3 separate regions of the Hordeum vulgare genome follow, and all the other regions are linked to region 1. A link is a contact called in public Hi-C data. All regions are on one chromosome and are shown on one strand. Each heading gives the region's core, a stretch centred on a gene start, on an enhancer-like site or on the middle of the called end of the contact. The rest is flanking DNA. Distances are from core to core; before and after follow the strand shown. Region 1 holds the start of LOC123413488 (pumilio homolog 5-like). Region 2 overlaps LOC123408595 (CRM-domain containing factor CFM3, chloroplastic/mitochondrial-like). Region 3 holds the start of LOC123411625 (RNA pseudouridine synthase 3, mitochondrial).

What was found. A called contact is a pair of places that touch in the nucleus more often than the background predicts.
Region 2: a contact with region 1 is called in a Hi-C map of leaf, with 7 times the contacts expected there. The contact joins the enhancer-like site here to the promoter of LOC123413488 in region 1. A contact is called at or near these places in 3 of 6 Hi-C or Micro-C datasets (leaf and seedling) and 1 of 1 datasets of contacts at active chromatin or transcription factors (embryo).
Region 3: a Hi-C map of leaf shows a contact between it and region 1, with 2.8 times the contacts expected there. The contact joins the promoter of LOC123411625 here to the promoter of LOC123413488 in region 1. A contact is called at or near these places in 3 of 6 Hi-C or Micro-C datasets (leaf and seedling) and 1 of 1 datasets of contacts at active chromatin or transcription factors (embryo).

The regions. Positions count from the first base shown.
Region 1 is chr7H:187,984,711-187,989,490 of MorexV3_pseudomolecules_assembly, forward strand. LOC123413488 (pumilio homolog 5-like) reads right to left here and starts at 2,739. Exons shown (of 10, transcript XM_045106428.1): 1 at 2,419-2,739; 2 at 1,140-1,734; 3 at 1-533. The coding sequence starts at 1,730.
Region 2 is chr7H:188,426,817-188,431,596 of MorexV3_pseudomolecules_assembly, forward strand. LOC123408595 (CRM-domain containing factor CFM3, chloroplastic/mitochondrial-like) reads right to left here. Exons shown (of 11, transcript XM_045101667.1): 2 at 4,018-4,108; 3 at 1,201-2,002. Among protein-coding and RNA genes, the nearest start is that of LOC123408595, 5.2 kb to the right of the region's middle. Within about 2 kb of position 1,910, at least 3 of the 3 cell types and tissues checked have open chromatin away from gene starts, as enhancers often do. A contact at or near this core is called in leaf and seedling, where this site is marked.
Region 3 is chr7H:187,696,985-187,701,764 of MorexV3_pseudomolecules_assembly, forward strand. LOC123411625 (RNA pseudouridine synthase 3, mitochondrial) reads right to left here and starts at 2,459. Exons shown (of 7, transcript XM_045104589.1): 1 at 2,388-2,459; 2 at 2,130-2,298; 3 at 1,667-1,795; 4 at 1,465-1,581; 5 at 1,241-1,342; 6 at 799-957; 7 at 1-566. The coding sequence starts at 2,270. The coding sequence ends at 192. It overlaps LOC123411623 (pentatricopeptide repeat-containing protein At3g42630), which reads left to right. Exons shown (of 1, transcript XM_045104588.1): 1 at 1-7.

The DNA of each region.
Region 1 (4,780 bases), core at 1,489-3,988:
TTGTCAACAAAAGGAACATGGGGAAGATGTGCTCCGTGAGGAGTCATTGGCATATGGTCACCTTGGACTAGAGGTGAGAAGTCATACTGCTGCAAGAAATTGCCCTGCCACTGCTGCTTAACTTGTGGCGTAGTCTGGCTATCCAAACTTAACTTCAAATTCTTCATACTTGAGTCCACAACATCAAGCTCAGTAACAACCACCTCACTGATCGGCATATCAATTCCAGGCTCCGTGCCTATGCTCTGCTTTTCTTGCTGTTGCTCAGAAATTTGTACACTAGGGTTATTATCAGAACATGATGAACTGGGAGCATATGTAGATGAGAGATTGCTACTATGTGTACTTATCAGTCCACTGGCCAAAGGTACAGGTGTCCACGAATTCAACCCTGATGGCTTGACAACATCATGTGGCAAATTCCTTGATGAGTCAATATTAGAATGGACAGCTACACCATCACCAATACTGCTACTTGATGGATGTGAAGAAGAGTTGTCATACAAAGAACCGGGGTTCTGCTGAAAGCTCTCCTAGAGAAAATATGAACAGATATTAAGACAATAAACTGTAACATGCTGGGACGTAAAATTAAAATGTTAAAAGTAATGTCAACCTTCATTTGCATGTGCAGCATGGAAAAAAAATGTAACTAAACATGATCGTTAATTGCGCATCTATGCAAAAAAAAAAAAAAGAACTCAGTATTATGCAAGTGCAACTAACAGGTGTTTCAGATATTTTCAGTACCATCATATTTTCTGCCCAATCATCCTTGTTTTGGTAATATTTACAAGATATGCAGCAAGATCACTAGATTAGCGCAATCAATGAATACTTAAATTATCCAAACAAAGCCAACCATTTCTAACAAAGGAGCACTGATTTCCCTTCAAACTGGAGTCCAAAGATTGGCTGATATTGATATAAGCGCAAAGTAGTTCATTTCCAACTTCTTACAATAAACTTGATTGCATCTTAACATAGGAAAGCAATTGCATTAATACTTTGGTCTGACACAGTTATTATTACTAGTATTTCAAGCAGGTACAGAGGCCAAGCATCCCTAGGCGGCACATAATCAATCAGAAGAATGGAAAGCAGGCAAGAGAGACTTATGGTCTATGCAGAACACTCACTGGCACAAAATCCACAAGATTCATCTGTTCATCATCTGCAGAACTTGAATCCAACCTTGGAGACTTATCATCTTCAGGTTCTTCCTTGTGAGTTGATAGAGTAGATCGAGGTATAAATAAGGAGCCTTTATTGCTGTCATCCTGGGAAACCACTCTCCATTCTTTAACCTTGCCAACTCGGTTCATGAAGCGGCGACTCTCCCTTGAGATTAGTGGAGGAGGAAGCCTTGGGTTCAAATTCACCTTGGAACCATAATAGTCGAAGTATGCAGGATCAGCACGTAACTGCTCCTCGGCCGTGGAACTTCCAATCACATTGTCCAAGTTACCTAAACTGGCGTCGAAGTTTCCACTCTTCTGGCCTATAAGATTACCAAGAGCAGCAAGAGATCCCTCCATGCTAGGAGGCGCGCTTCCACTTCGATTTGGGACAGACTCCCCCCAGCCCCCATAAATCCCACTGCCACTCTCCACAAACCCCAGCCCTTCTCCAGGAAGATTTCCCAGTGGAGAGTCGAATGCTCCGAAATCCTTAGTCCAGCCACCAGCCCCTCCCCCTCCAATTAACCGAACAGCACTCTGTGTGGCCATTACACTGCAAGGAACCAGATGAGAGGGGGAAAATGAATATTTAGTGTTTATCAATTGACTATATTAGCAAGTTACATTCCTACTCTATCATTTTCCTAGTCTAGCTATTCAAGATCAACTTTTTTATGTATATCCATTCAGGGGTAACTGGATTTACCGATTTGGCACATTCAGCAGGCAACAAGATAAGCTTGGTTGAAGCAAATGATTTCCAGAGTTAATGTTTCATATTAGGAAACTATGAATGACAGAATAATAATAACATACAAGGAGACTACCCAAACATGCTAAGGTACCAAGCCTCGGAATCTCTGGATGACCCAAAATGTGGCATTATAACTTGGGGTAAATAGAAATGACTTGTCAACGAGAAGCCTAACGCAATGGATTGCATGCTTGCAGCCCAAGCACACAGCAATTCCAAAGCGAAAGCGCCCAATTTGCACCTAAAAGGCAAGAGCTTGGCAGCGAAATCAGGCACAAATCCATCAGACACCTGGACACAAAGTTAGGCCGTCCTCGACACCCTCAATCCTGTACCTCCAAATCACAACAAAATCGAGGAAAATCCCGGTTCCTTTCTGTTCCGGTGAGTCTTTTTAGACGACTTTTTTTGTGCTTGTTCTAGTGAGGTCGCCTGATTATATACGGGAGAGAGCGAGGGAGAGCGAACGAGAGGGATAGGTACCTTGGCGCCTCCGAGCCAGCCGAAGCTTCCAAACCCTAGGCGAGCACCAGAGCCGGCACCAACCCGGCCACCTCCTTTACCTTGACCTCCTCGCCCCAAGCCGCGGCAACTGGCCAGCCCTCGCTTCCCTCTCCCTCTCCCTCCCCGGAGAAGAACCAGGTCGAGTCCCCCTTCTCCCTCTCGTCGCCGACGATCTTCTCCTTCTGGAAGCCTTGCTCCTCCTCTCTGGGTCTTCCCCTCTTTCTCTTTTGCGGGCGGAGAAAAAGGGATGTCGCGTCTAAAACCCTCGAACCGCTTGCTTGCCGCGGGCGGCGGCGTCGTCCCCACTGCTTTGAGGGTCGTGCTGGGAGATGATGTGCGGCGGGGATGCGGTGGTGGTGACGGTGACGGGCCTATCTGGTACGCCAACGTGTCGCCGGAGCACGGGGCACAGGGGTCAGCTCGGTGACGGTAGCAGGTGCGCTGGACGCTACGGCCACCCGAATGGAGCAGCTGTACTCGGAACGTGGAAATGGCTCCGGCAGAGAAATATAGATATGGGTGTAAACCAATTTCTGGTTGAATGGTTAGAGGGATTAGTATTATTCTAGCATATTATGATTCAAGTCTTGGTGTTTGTATTGTTTCTGAATTTATTTTAAAATTTTCGATGATACACTTTTAATGCAAGGAGACGTTTTCGTCGACGATGACTTCAAAAATCTTAAAATGATATGACGGCTCAGTCTTTCGGAGGTGTTCATAGAGATAGAGTATGCGCGTGTGTGTTTATAAGGATGAGTGTATACGCATGTATATGAACGATTGCGTCTATACTATGTTGAAGAAGAAGAAAATACCCGTGTGTTTAAAATTTTACACCTATACGGAGTAAAACATTCAAAAAAATAATACAAGGAGAGTTGGACTTTCCTAAACCTTAAGTCGACTAAAATTTATACCCAAATGATAAGATCATGTGTTGCACGAAGCACTTCGGTTCTAATATTTGTTATCTTTATTTATTTATTAACACAGTACAAATGCAAGCATTCATATAAACATGCATATACTTACCCCTACGTATACACACACATCCTATCGCTATGAGCATTTTTGAGAGACTGAGCCGACATATTATCGTGAGATTTACGAAGTCGTCTAAGAGTCTTGTCAACGGAAACGTCTCCTCTCACTGAATGCGCATCGCCGAAAATAAATTCAGAAATAATGCAAGCTTTGGGACTTGAATTCTGATGGGCTCAGGATATCACTGACCCTCTAACCATCCAACCACATGTTGGTTCACCTTTTATATCTAGTCCTAAAGGCTTGGTTGGTAGGATTGCGTCCATGGTTATTTTTCGTCCTCCGCTTTTTGTGTGGGTTCTTTTTTGTCCCTCCTCCCACCCTCGTCTGAATTTTTTTCGTCTCTCCTCCCATCATCCCTCCCACCTTGGTTGGTACGACGGGACGCGGCCTTCGCGGCCGATGCCTCCTCTCCTAAACGAGATGCGGCAGCCATCGAACAGGGGGATGCCCGCGACCGTCGTCGTCATCGCGGATCAACAAGACACGACCGTAGCGGATCATCAGAACATCGTCGACTCCACTCCACCATCGGTGCCTCGGATACGCCGTGAATCACCGGGTCACGACTGTCGCGGATCACCACGACGCGGTCGTCGCGGATCTAGAACACGAGGACGCCGTCGCCGCCTTGAATACCCACACACTGCAAACGCCACGGATCCGCATGGACGATGCATACGACGACGAAAAGTGCACGACGTTCTCACTCAATAGCTAAATCTCATTATGAAAACATTATGTATGGCAGTACGTGACTGTCGCGGCCGCTGCCTCCTCTCCCAAACGAGACGCGGCTGCCGCCGAACCAGGGAGATGCCGGCGACCGATGTCGTCGTCGCGGATCAGTAGGACGCGACCGTCATGGATCATGAGAACGTTGCCACCGAACCGGGGAGATGCCGACGGTCGCTGTCGCTATCGCGGATCGACAGGACGAGACCGTCGCGGATCATAAGAATGTCGCCGACTCCACTGCCACCGCCGGCGCCTCGAATGCGTCGCGGATCACCAGGACGCGGTCGTCGCGGATCTGGAACACAAGGCATCGCTGCTGCTGCCTCGGATAACCTCACGTCACACACGCCTCGGATCTGCACAAACGACGCATACGGCGGTGAAAAGTGGAAGGCATCCTCACTCAACATCTATGTTGAAGGTATGTAATGTTCGAAATATGCCCTGGAGGCAATAATAAATTGGTTATTACTATATTTCCTTGTTCATGATAATCGTTTATTATCCGCGCTAGAATTGTACTGATTGGAAACTCAAATACATGTGTGGATACATA
Region 2 (4,780 bases), core at 660-3,159, 440 kb after region 1:
CTTCTGGTAGTCAAATCACTGATTTTCTGTGCAATCAATTATTGGAGTTACATTATTGCACCAATAGGAAAATATTTAATATTGTGTCTTGATTTGGACATAAACCAAACTCGACTTTGAACTAGTCAACTAGCTTTTAACTCAGTTTAGTTCCATAAGTGATTTCACTAAGCTCAAGTTTCAAGAAGTTTGCAAGCTTCTGCATGATTCTGGCAAAGAACAATTATTGTGCCCTAAAACTGATGTGATCGTTAAGTTACTAAATTATGCCTTTTCTGAATAATGTTCTTGATAATTTTCAGTATTAAAGAAGTTTTTGCTATCGATTTTTCTCAACCAGGCTAGTATCTAACATTCTTAAGAAGTTGATCCCCACTTCTACCCACTCTCTCAACATGCACACTGTCCACATCAGCTTTATGCCACATCATCATTCAGTTTGCAAAATCAACCAATCATCAATCAGCCAATTAGTAGTCTTATTCCGCCTGACGTTGAGAAAAAAACCTGTTTTTCCCCTCTAGCCGCTCATCTCGGGGATTCCAACAGGCTCCAGCGGGCTCAGCAGCCCTTGCCGTAGAAGACTGCGCTCCCGCGGCAGAAGAAAAACGCCTTTAGTCCTTGTCATCAAGCCCCTGGCTCCGGCATGGGCGCAGCAGATCGTCCAATTCCTCCAAATCGGAGACCTCCCCGAAGATCAATAACAAGCCAAAAGAGTAGCCCGGCAGTCGAGTATGTACCAGTTCGTGGACATGTATGTACCAGTTCGTGGACATGACGCCAAAGGTAAAGAAAAACACTGATTCGGTATTGGCTAACTCTGAGCTAATTTTATCTCAACAAATGTATACTGCCTTCTTTGGGATAATTAATGCATCTGACTTCAGTGTTACTTAGGGACAACTGCCGAGTGAGACACATACAAGATTCCAAGTCACATTTTACAGCTAAACCTACAGCTCAAGTTTCGAACCAACACAGTACAAAATACACACAGCATTGTTAAAAATCTACCAACAATTCCATCCAAAAACTAATTCACCTTGCAGTTGATACAAGTTGCATGCCGCAACCCGCCTCAAGCATAAATGAACTACTAAATTGGTAAGAACAGCACCAGCAATCCAGAATTTCCATCAAAAAGAAACCAAAGAAGAGCTTGATGCAAGCTAAGAGATTCTGGAAAAATTCAATACACACCTCTAGTATCTCGTGGAAGAGGCGCATGTTGAGCGCAGGCGTGCCGTTGACCTTGACCCTGACCACCTCATCCGTCCTCCACTTCTCCTTGATTTTTGCCACGATTTCCCGCGTCACCCCAGCGCCACCCACCTGGGTCTTCGACTTGATCCTCATCGCCGCGTGCCGAAGGCGCCTAAGCTCGGGTTCAGGAAGCGTAAGCTCCGCCATCCACGCCGGCGACCTCGCGGCCCGCGCAGCCGCCTCGGGCGGGGGCATCGGCCGCTCCCACGGAAACCGCGCGTCCATGAGCGAGGACTCCGCGTCATCGTCGAATCCCCCGCGCGCGTTGGGAAGCACACCATCGTCCGCGCGGAACACGTCCTCCACGGAGCCCCGCCGCGGGTGCTGAGAGAAGGTGGAGGGGGGGATTTGGGCCTCAAGTGAGTAGCCCGCGCGCTTGAGACGGTGGAGAATGAGAGACATGGTGGAGCGTCCGGAGTGGCGGCTAGTTCCTACGGCGTCCTCGTCGTCGGAGCCGGAAGTGGGGGAGGGCTCCGGGCGGAGGTCCAGAGCGGGGGCTGGCGGTCGGAGGCCGCGGCGGGGACGGGACCAGGCGGAGAGCCATGGGTATTGAGCGCAGGAGGAGGACGAAAGAGGGTTGGAGGAGAGGAGGAGGTGATGGAGGCGAGGCGGGTGGTGGAGGTGGAGAGCGGGCGAGAAGGCCATGGATGGAGCTGGTGGATGTGGGGAGTGGATTATACAGTAGGAGCATCTAGAGCCGCGCCCCCAGCAATCCCTTCCAGTCCATCTTTTTTTTTTTCTGCCGACGAGGAAAAACGGCTCATTCGCGTCCGAGGAGCCGGTTTTTCGTCGGTTAGTGTTGAAATTGGTCCCGACGATCTCAGCCCGAACCCAGCATGTTGGGGGAGCCCGGGGCCACCGGCGGAAGGGAAAACGACGCGTCGGGCCCTGTCACGCGAAAAAAGGCATTTTCTTCTCCGGAGCCGCCCCTCACGCACCACACCTTTCGTCACCGTGCCGATTCCGGCGCCGTCCACCTCCCTACCGTGGCTACAGAGGACATCTCCTCGTCGACGGACGTAGGGTTCACCACGTCTTCGCCCCCTCCCCCGCCCCCCACTTCTTTGTGAGTTCTCCTGACGCTCCGGGCACGTACGCGGCCGCGCGTCCGCCACGCCCGCCAAGTGTTCGGTGATTTGCCTGGGCGATGGACTCCGGTTATGAGGAGGTGTTCGTGGCGCTACTGGAGGAGTAAAAGCACAATTGCTTCCTAGGGTGGTTTTGATAATTGATAACAACATATGCATCATTGGACTAATATGTTTTCCAAGTATATTTCAGAAAAAGTTCAAAAGATGCTATGGCTTAAGGTTTATGTGGAGATGCCCCTGATGCAAGAAAGGAATAATATTGACTCAAGCTTCAAGCTAGAAGACTCTTCATTTTATATTTATGAGAAATCATTTTTGAGTCCATAGGAAAGTCAATACTATTAAAAGGGGATGAGGTAGTAAATTGAACTAATTGTTCAAATGCTCAAAGTTAGCCACCAAAACACTCAGTCATTTTTCCCACATATCCACTCTATCAAGATCCACATTCACAAATTCGGTGTCACCAACATTTTCATATCGGACCAAACGAGTTTGATCTCAGACAGAAACCCTGGCCATTCCCACCAAATCGGTGCAACCGAAACCAAGTCGGTGCTACCGAGTTCAGTGTGACCAACATTCTGTTGCCAAGATACACAAAATCGAAATTTCCGAGTTTGAGTATCGGTGTCATCGAGTTTGATCATCTGACCGTTAGTCACCTTTTCGGTACCATCGAGTTTCATATATCAGTCTCACCGAGATTCAAAAGTTTAGACTTTTGTGATAATCGATACCACCGAGTTGTCAACTTTGGTGTCACTGAGTTTGCCCTTTTTTGTGTAACGGTTGGATTTTGGCTGCTGCCTATATATACCCCTTCACCCACCTCTCATTCGCGGGAGAAGCACGCAGAAAACACACTCTTAATTGCCAGATCCATTTTCTAAGAGAGAACCACCTACTCATGTGTTGAGACCAAGATATTCCAATCCTATCATTTGAAACTTGATCTCTAGCCTCCCCAAACTGCTTTCCACCAAATCAACCTCTCCTAACCATGCATATTTTGTGAGAGAGTGACTTGTGTTGAGGAGACTATCTTTAGAAGCACAAGAGTAAGGAGTTCATTGATCTACCACATATATTACCTTTTGGAGGGTGGTGCCTCCTAGATTGGTTAGGTATCGCTTGAGAGCCTCCTACTTCGTGTTGTGGAGTCAAACCAAGATGTGTTTGTAAGGGCAAGGAGATTGCCTACTTCGTGAAGATCTATCATGAGTAAGGCTAGTCCTCCGTGGACAGAAGCCGTGGTGGAATAGACAAGGTCGCTTCTTTGTGGACCCTCCGTGGGTGGAGCCCTCCATGGACTCTCGCAGCTCTTACCCTTCATGGGTTGAAGTCTCCACTAACACGGATGTACGATAGCGCCACCTATTAGAACCATGCCAAAAATCATCGTGTCAACCTCATGTGTTTGATCTCCCTACTTACTCCTCTACCTTACACTTGCATGTTTTACTTTTCGTTGCTATACTATTAGAATTGCATGTGTACGGTGTGCTTGACCTGTTATAACTGTTGTAGCTGCCTCTCAAGTAGAATTGGGAAAAGGCAAAAAAAAAATTGTCAAGTAGTCTAATCCCCCCCCCCCCGGTTATAGACATATTTTCGATCCTACAAGGAGGAAGCCGATGCCGACGCCCAGGATCAAGAGCACCTCATGGTCCTCGCCTCTCTGGTCGGCCTGTTTGCGAGCAATGCAAAGCCACAACAGCCTGGACTGCCTTCCTCAACATGTGTCACGAGACCTGAGACCCACAGGTGCATCAATAATTGTAGCACGATTTGGTAGAACGTCTATGGAGGCTGAAGGGAAACGCCTAGCTCGATTTTTGATTTGTATTGACTTATTAAACTATTTTTTGATTTGTATTGATTCCTGTGATGAACCATGTGATAAAAAATAACTACTGTTGTTCAATTTGTGCTGAAGAATGTCGAATATGGCCCAAAAGTGGGTCAATTTTGCGCCGAAACTAGGCCAATTTGCGCCCAAAGTGGGCCGAAAGCGGCAGCTAGGGACGCCTTTGGTGGGCGGCTCGAAACCCGAGCCCCCCCCCCCCCCGCCCTTTTTTGCATCGACGAATCACCACGCGGCGCTATTTCAGGCCCCTGGGGGGCCGAACGGCTGGAGATGCTCTAAGTCCTTGTTTGGTACTAAGATTTTTGAATGAATTGGTGGGGATAATTGTGACGCCCTCGATTTGATAGTACGCTAATCATACATGCAAATGCGTATGACCGAACTCAAGGACTCATGGGAAGATATCACAACACAACTTTAGACACAAATAAAAACATACAATCTCCATATTATAAGCCAGGGGCCTTGAGGGCTAGAATACAGAAGCTCGATAAACACACGAGTCAGCGGAAGCAACAAACATCTGAGTACAGACGTGAACATGATAATGCCTTAG
Region 3 (4,780 bases), core at 1,209-3,708, 290 kb before region 1:
AAGAAAACCTAAATAACACTATTTTACATGTAACTCCCCTAAATAATTCCAAAGAATATGCCACTCCACGTGTCGCTAACATGTGGACATGGACCCCGCATGTCAGCGATCTTAAAGGTCCGTCAAATACTAATATTCAACCTAAGAGTTGTGACATATCAAAATAAATCCAATAAACCAAAGATAAACTATTACACCAGGTAGGAAGACATTATATTCCAGCTAATTTTCATGTGTGCAGGCATTGGCGCGATGAACCTTAGGAGATTGGGCTTCTCCTTGGACCATGGGGTGCCATTATCGTGCCACTCTCCGGTGTTACTCAGGAACTTCGCGATGTTCGGGACCACCATCTCCCGGCAATGCAGGTGCAGCAAAGGGACTTTAGAGAGAACACTGCCCTTCTGAACCTCCAGGCCTTCAGGCCGCCTCAGTTTGTATGGCTCCCCGGTGAATGGCTCAAAGTCCGGTTGAGGATTCTGCTTCCACCTTTGGTGCACGAACCACCCATATTTGTAATCTCCAACAATGGGAGTGCCTAAGGCTTCCGCACAATGCACTCGGAGCTGCAGCAGGGTCGGTATAGTTTAGATTGGTGATTTCAGTTGAAATTTTTGAATATACTATATGTGAATATATTCACCGGATTAACAAAACGAACCGAGGCATTTAAGGGAAATGCAAAGGATGATGCAACAGGATGTACATCATATCCATAATATTATGTACGTTAACATCTTCATATATTATACAGACACATGTTCATCAGTAAGAATTAATTAGGTCATGTGAGAGTACCTGATGCTTCCGCCCTGTCAATGGGCGCAACTCAATCCAGGAACAGCCATTGATGGTTGGTCCCATCACCCGATACTCAGTTACAGCCTCTTGTGCACCATCAATGCCAGAGGGATGCGCCAGAATGACCCTCTCGGCTTTTCCATCATCAAGAAGTACCTAATTTAGTGAGAGAGGAACTAGGACATGTGACAAAACTCGCCATTAACCAAATGTACCGTTACTACATACGAGTATGACCTTATCTATGAAGCATCTTGGTTCAATCCGTGAAAGGGGCCAGGGATGCACGAACTGTGATGGTTGATGAGAGTGCTAAAGATGACTACATCTTCTAGATGATGCAATGATTTAAGTAACATAAAACAGTAAAGGATTCTACATAGCATAATAATTTCCTAATAACCAAATATTTTCCTTAGCAAGATACACGAGAAAATACCTTTGTGAGAGGGGCAGATATAACTCCTTCACTCTCTGTAGGGGTCCCAATGACCAATGCCCAGTACCTCTGCAAGTACGATTCACAGGCTGTATTCCATGTCTACAAGATCCATCAATAATATACAACATCAGCTGGCTATTATTGTAAAAAGGTATGTCAATCGAAATCATTTAGATACAAGTCCCCTTGCCAAGTCGCAAAAGTCACGAACTTATGTTAACCTGTGAAGCTGTTTTTGCTAATTTGATGCTAGTGAAGAGCCAGTGCAACCGGGTAAAGCTTTCTCTTGTTCTCCCCATCAACAGTAAACCACTAGAATCTCTGTCCAGTCGATGAACCTGCAATCACAAACCATGGGAAGGAAATCCTCAGAGAGAGCTTAAGATTACACATGGTAACCCAAATAAAGAGAAACAATCGTACCAATTTCGGACCCTCTTCATTCCCAAATGACAGTGCTGCTGCTGCAAGTACATCCATACTGTTGTGTACTGGCAAATTCCCCTTCATGGGCACTTTTGGGGGCTTGTTAAGCACAAGTATGGCCGAGTCCTATAATATCGAAATCTCAGCATTACTATTACGAATCTGAACAAGAAAATTAAATAATAAACTCTAGATGAAACATTTCAATGGTGACACCTTTGAAAATACCAATAAGTAAAATGTGAATGGCATTTTTATTGTATTGTGGAAGTATATAATATGTAGACAGACACGTGATTTACACATGTCAAATCCTGTTTGTGCAAGTTAGTTCACCGCACTACTGACTATACAGAGGATCAGAAGCTTACATATTGCCAACCAAAAAGCTTTTGTTACAGCAGTAATTATGCAAGAAACTAATCAGAAATACAGAATACAACATACAATTATAGAATACCTTGTAGATGACAAGCCTTTTCAGGTACTCAATCTCATCCCTATTCGGATGCAATGTCGCAGTTGGAATGGTCTCATACCGCTTCTTTATCTCGGCCTCGGCCACAGACACGGGAAGATGAATTCTCATGCCAGGCTCCATCACTTCAGAATGCTTGATCTGCAACGAACTGCTGAGCATATTTACTTCACTCACGTAGCAAATAGGAGTTCACTAAAAGAACCCCAGAAAATACAGCATGAACTCCTCATTACATACCCTTTTCAAATGATGCTTCTGGCACCGAATGCTCTCTGCCAAAACCTCCTGCTCTGAGCACTCAGTATACACCTGATAACAGATAACCTCACTTTTCATGTCAGATTGAAAAACAGTGCCTAAATGCAGTGTAAAACTGGTAGTGAAATGATAGAAGCTAAAGCAAAAAATAAAAAACTAAAAATCGAATCAATCAATAGCTCATTGGAGAAAAACATTAGCTGAATTCATTATAACAAATCAATGGTACCTAAGCATGAAAGCAGCTACATTGCATTTCGCCACTAGAAATCTAGAATAGCCTACACTTTGAACAAGCAATTCGCATTTGACAACAATGTAATCCCATTCTTATCGTGTGTTAACAATCTTTGCGTTAATAAGACCGCAGATGATAACAGGGCCGGTACAGAGTGAGGAGGCGTGGCACCAGTAGTACGTACCTGCCTCTTGTTGAAGTGCGCCTGCACGACCTCCTGCGGCACGTCGGCTAAGCAGTGCTTCACCCAGCTGACCGCCGTCACGTGGCGCGGGGCCACCTTCCTCCCGGGGAGCGGGTCGGCCCCGGCGGGGAACGGCGGCAGGGAGAGCAGCTGCCGCGGCCTCGGCCCGGGCTTTGGCGAGCCGAGGCGGGCCACGTTGTTGCTGTCCACGCGCACCACCGGCGCGGGCGCCGGCGGCGCCAGCCGCGACAGCCCCCGCCTTGCCGCTGGCCAAGGCCACGGCCACGTCCTCAGGCGGCGGCGCAGCATCCTCCTCCGAGCCGTGCTGTGGTGGTGGACACTGGCCAGTAGCGGCCTGGTAAATTATGCAACTGGGCCGTCCTGACCCGAGACCCGAGAAGGCCTGTAACCCGTAAAAAGGTTAACACAATTTTGGATGGCCCTGCCCGCGAAATCACTATTAGCGAATACACCTTCTAACGATTACTCACAGCTTTACAGGTTGTGACAAGTAGGACACTGCATGCATGTCATTTGTTGTAACCCAAGAGTTTTTTCTTTTTTCGTGATCTGTATTTTCAAAACGTTTTATTTCCTAAACCGTACATTAAAATCTCGAACCGTTTTCACTGTCGGCTTTCTCGCGTCGAGATCTTCAAAACTAGATTCCATTGATAGGTTTTGATGAACTTTTTTTCATAAAAAAAAGAAAAAAATTCGTACATAAAAACCGTGCCTCGCGCAATAGGAAAAAAAAGAAAACACGTTTTTTCCTTTCCAAGAGGCACGGGTCGTGCCTCTCACGAAGGCAAAATCGTGCCTTTCGCGGAAGCAAAATCGTGTCTCTCGCGAAAAAACAAGAGCAGAAAACGAGTTTTCCCCCTTTTCGGGAGAGGCACGGACGTGCCTCTCGCGAAGGCAAAATCGTGCCTTTCGCGGATTCAAAATCATGCCTCTTGCAAAAAAGTGAGCAGGAAACACGTTTTCCCCCTTTCGGAAGAGGCACGGGCATGCCTCTTGCGAAGGCAAAACCGTGTCTTTCACGGTAGCAAAACCGTGCCTGTCACAAAAAAAATTTAGAAAACACATTTTTCCTTTCCGAAAGGTATGGGCGTGCCTATCGCGAAGGCAAAACCGAGTCTTTCGCGGAAGCAAAACCGTGCCTCTCGTAAAAAAAATTCCTTTCCCGTGCCTCTCACAAAAAAACAGAAAACGTGTTTTTTCGCGTAAAATTTTCCATCCTAAAGTTACGAAAGACCGGTGAAAAACCAAAACACAAAAAAATTGGAAAAAAATCACTCAAAAAAGAAGAAAACGCGTGCGAAAAAATAAAATAAAAACAAAATCTGAAGAAACGCTCAAAGCGCGACACGTGACGACGGCTGGAAACGCGCCAAGTGGCAGCGCACGGGAGCGATCGCTGGAAGGCTCCCGAAGGAGCGCTCGCTAACCAGTTGCTCCCCCTGCCCGTGCTGTGGTGGTGCACTAACGACAGTAATGGGGAGGATCTATTTGACGCTCTTTGCGCCAAATTGGCGCCGCAGCGCACAGGAGACAGCGCGACTAGGAGGCCCATTAATATGCACTGCAGAACGAGAAAAGATAACAAAAAGCGAGGATGTCGATGGCCCGATGAAAATTCAAACAGGTGACCAGCCACTTAAGATTGCGAGCTCATAGCCACTTCACCAGAGAAGCTTTGTGGTTCGTATTGCAAGGCCCAACCTAAAGAACTAGCTGTAGCGGAGAACCTGGCCACTCTACTGTAGCAAATTTGAATCAGTTAATGTAGCAAACTAGGTTTAGTTACTGCAGCGATATTTAATATTTGAAAAAACTGCACTTTTTAAAGTGCATATTTTGAAAATGTGCAAACATTTTCTGAATTTTTGAACAATTTTAGGAAACAGGATCTTTTTTTAATATATGTACAAATTATGAAATTCTAAA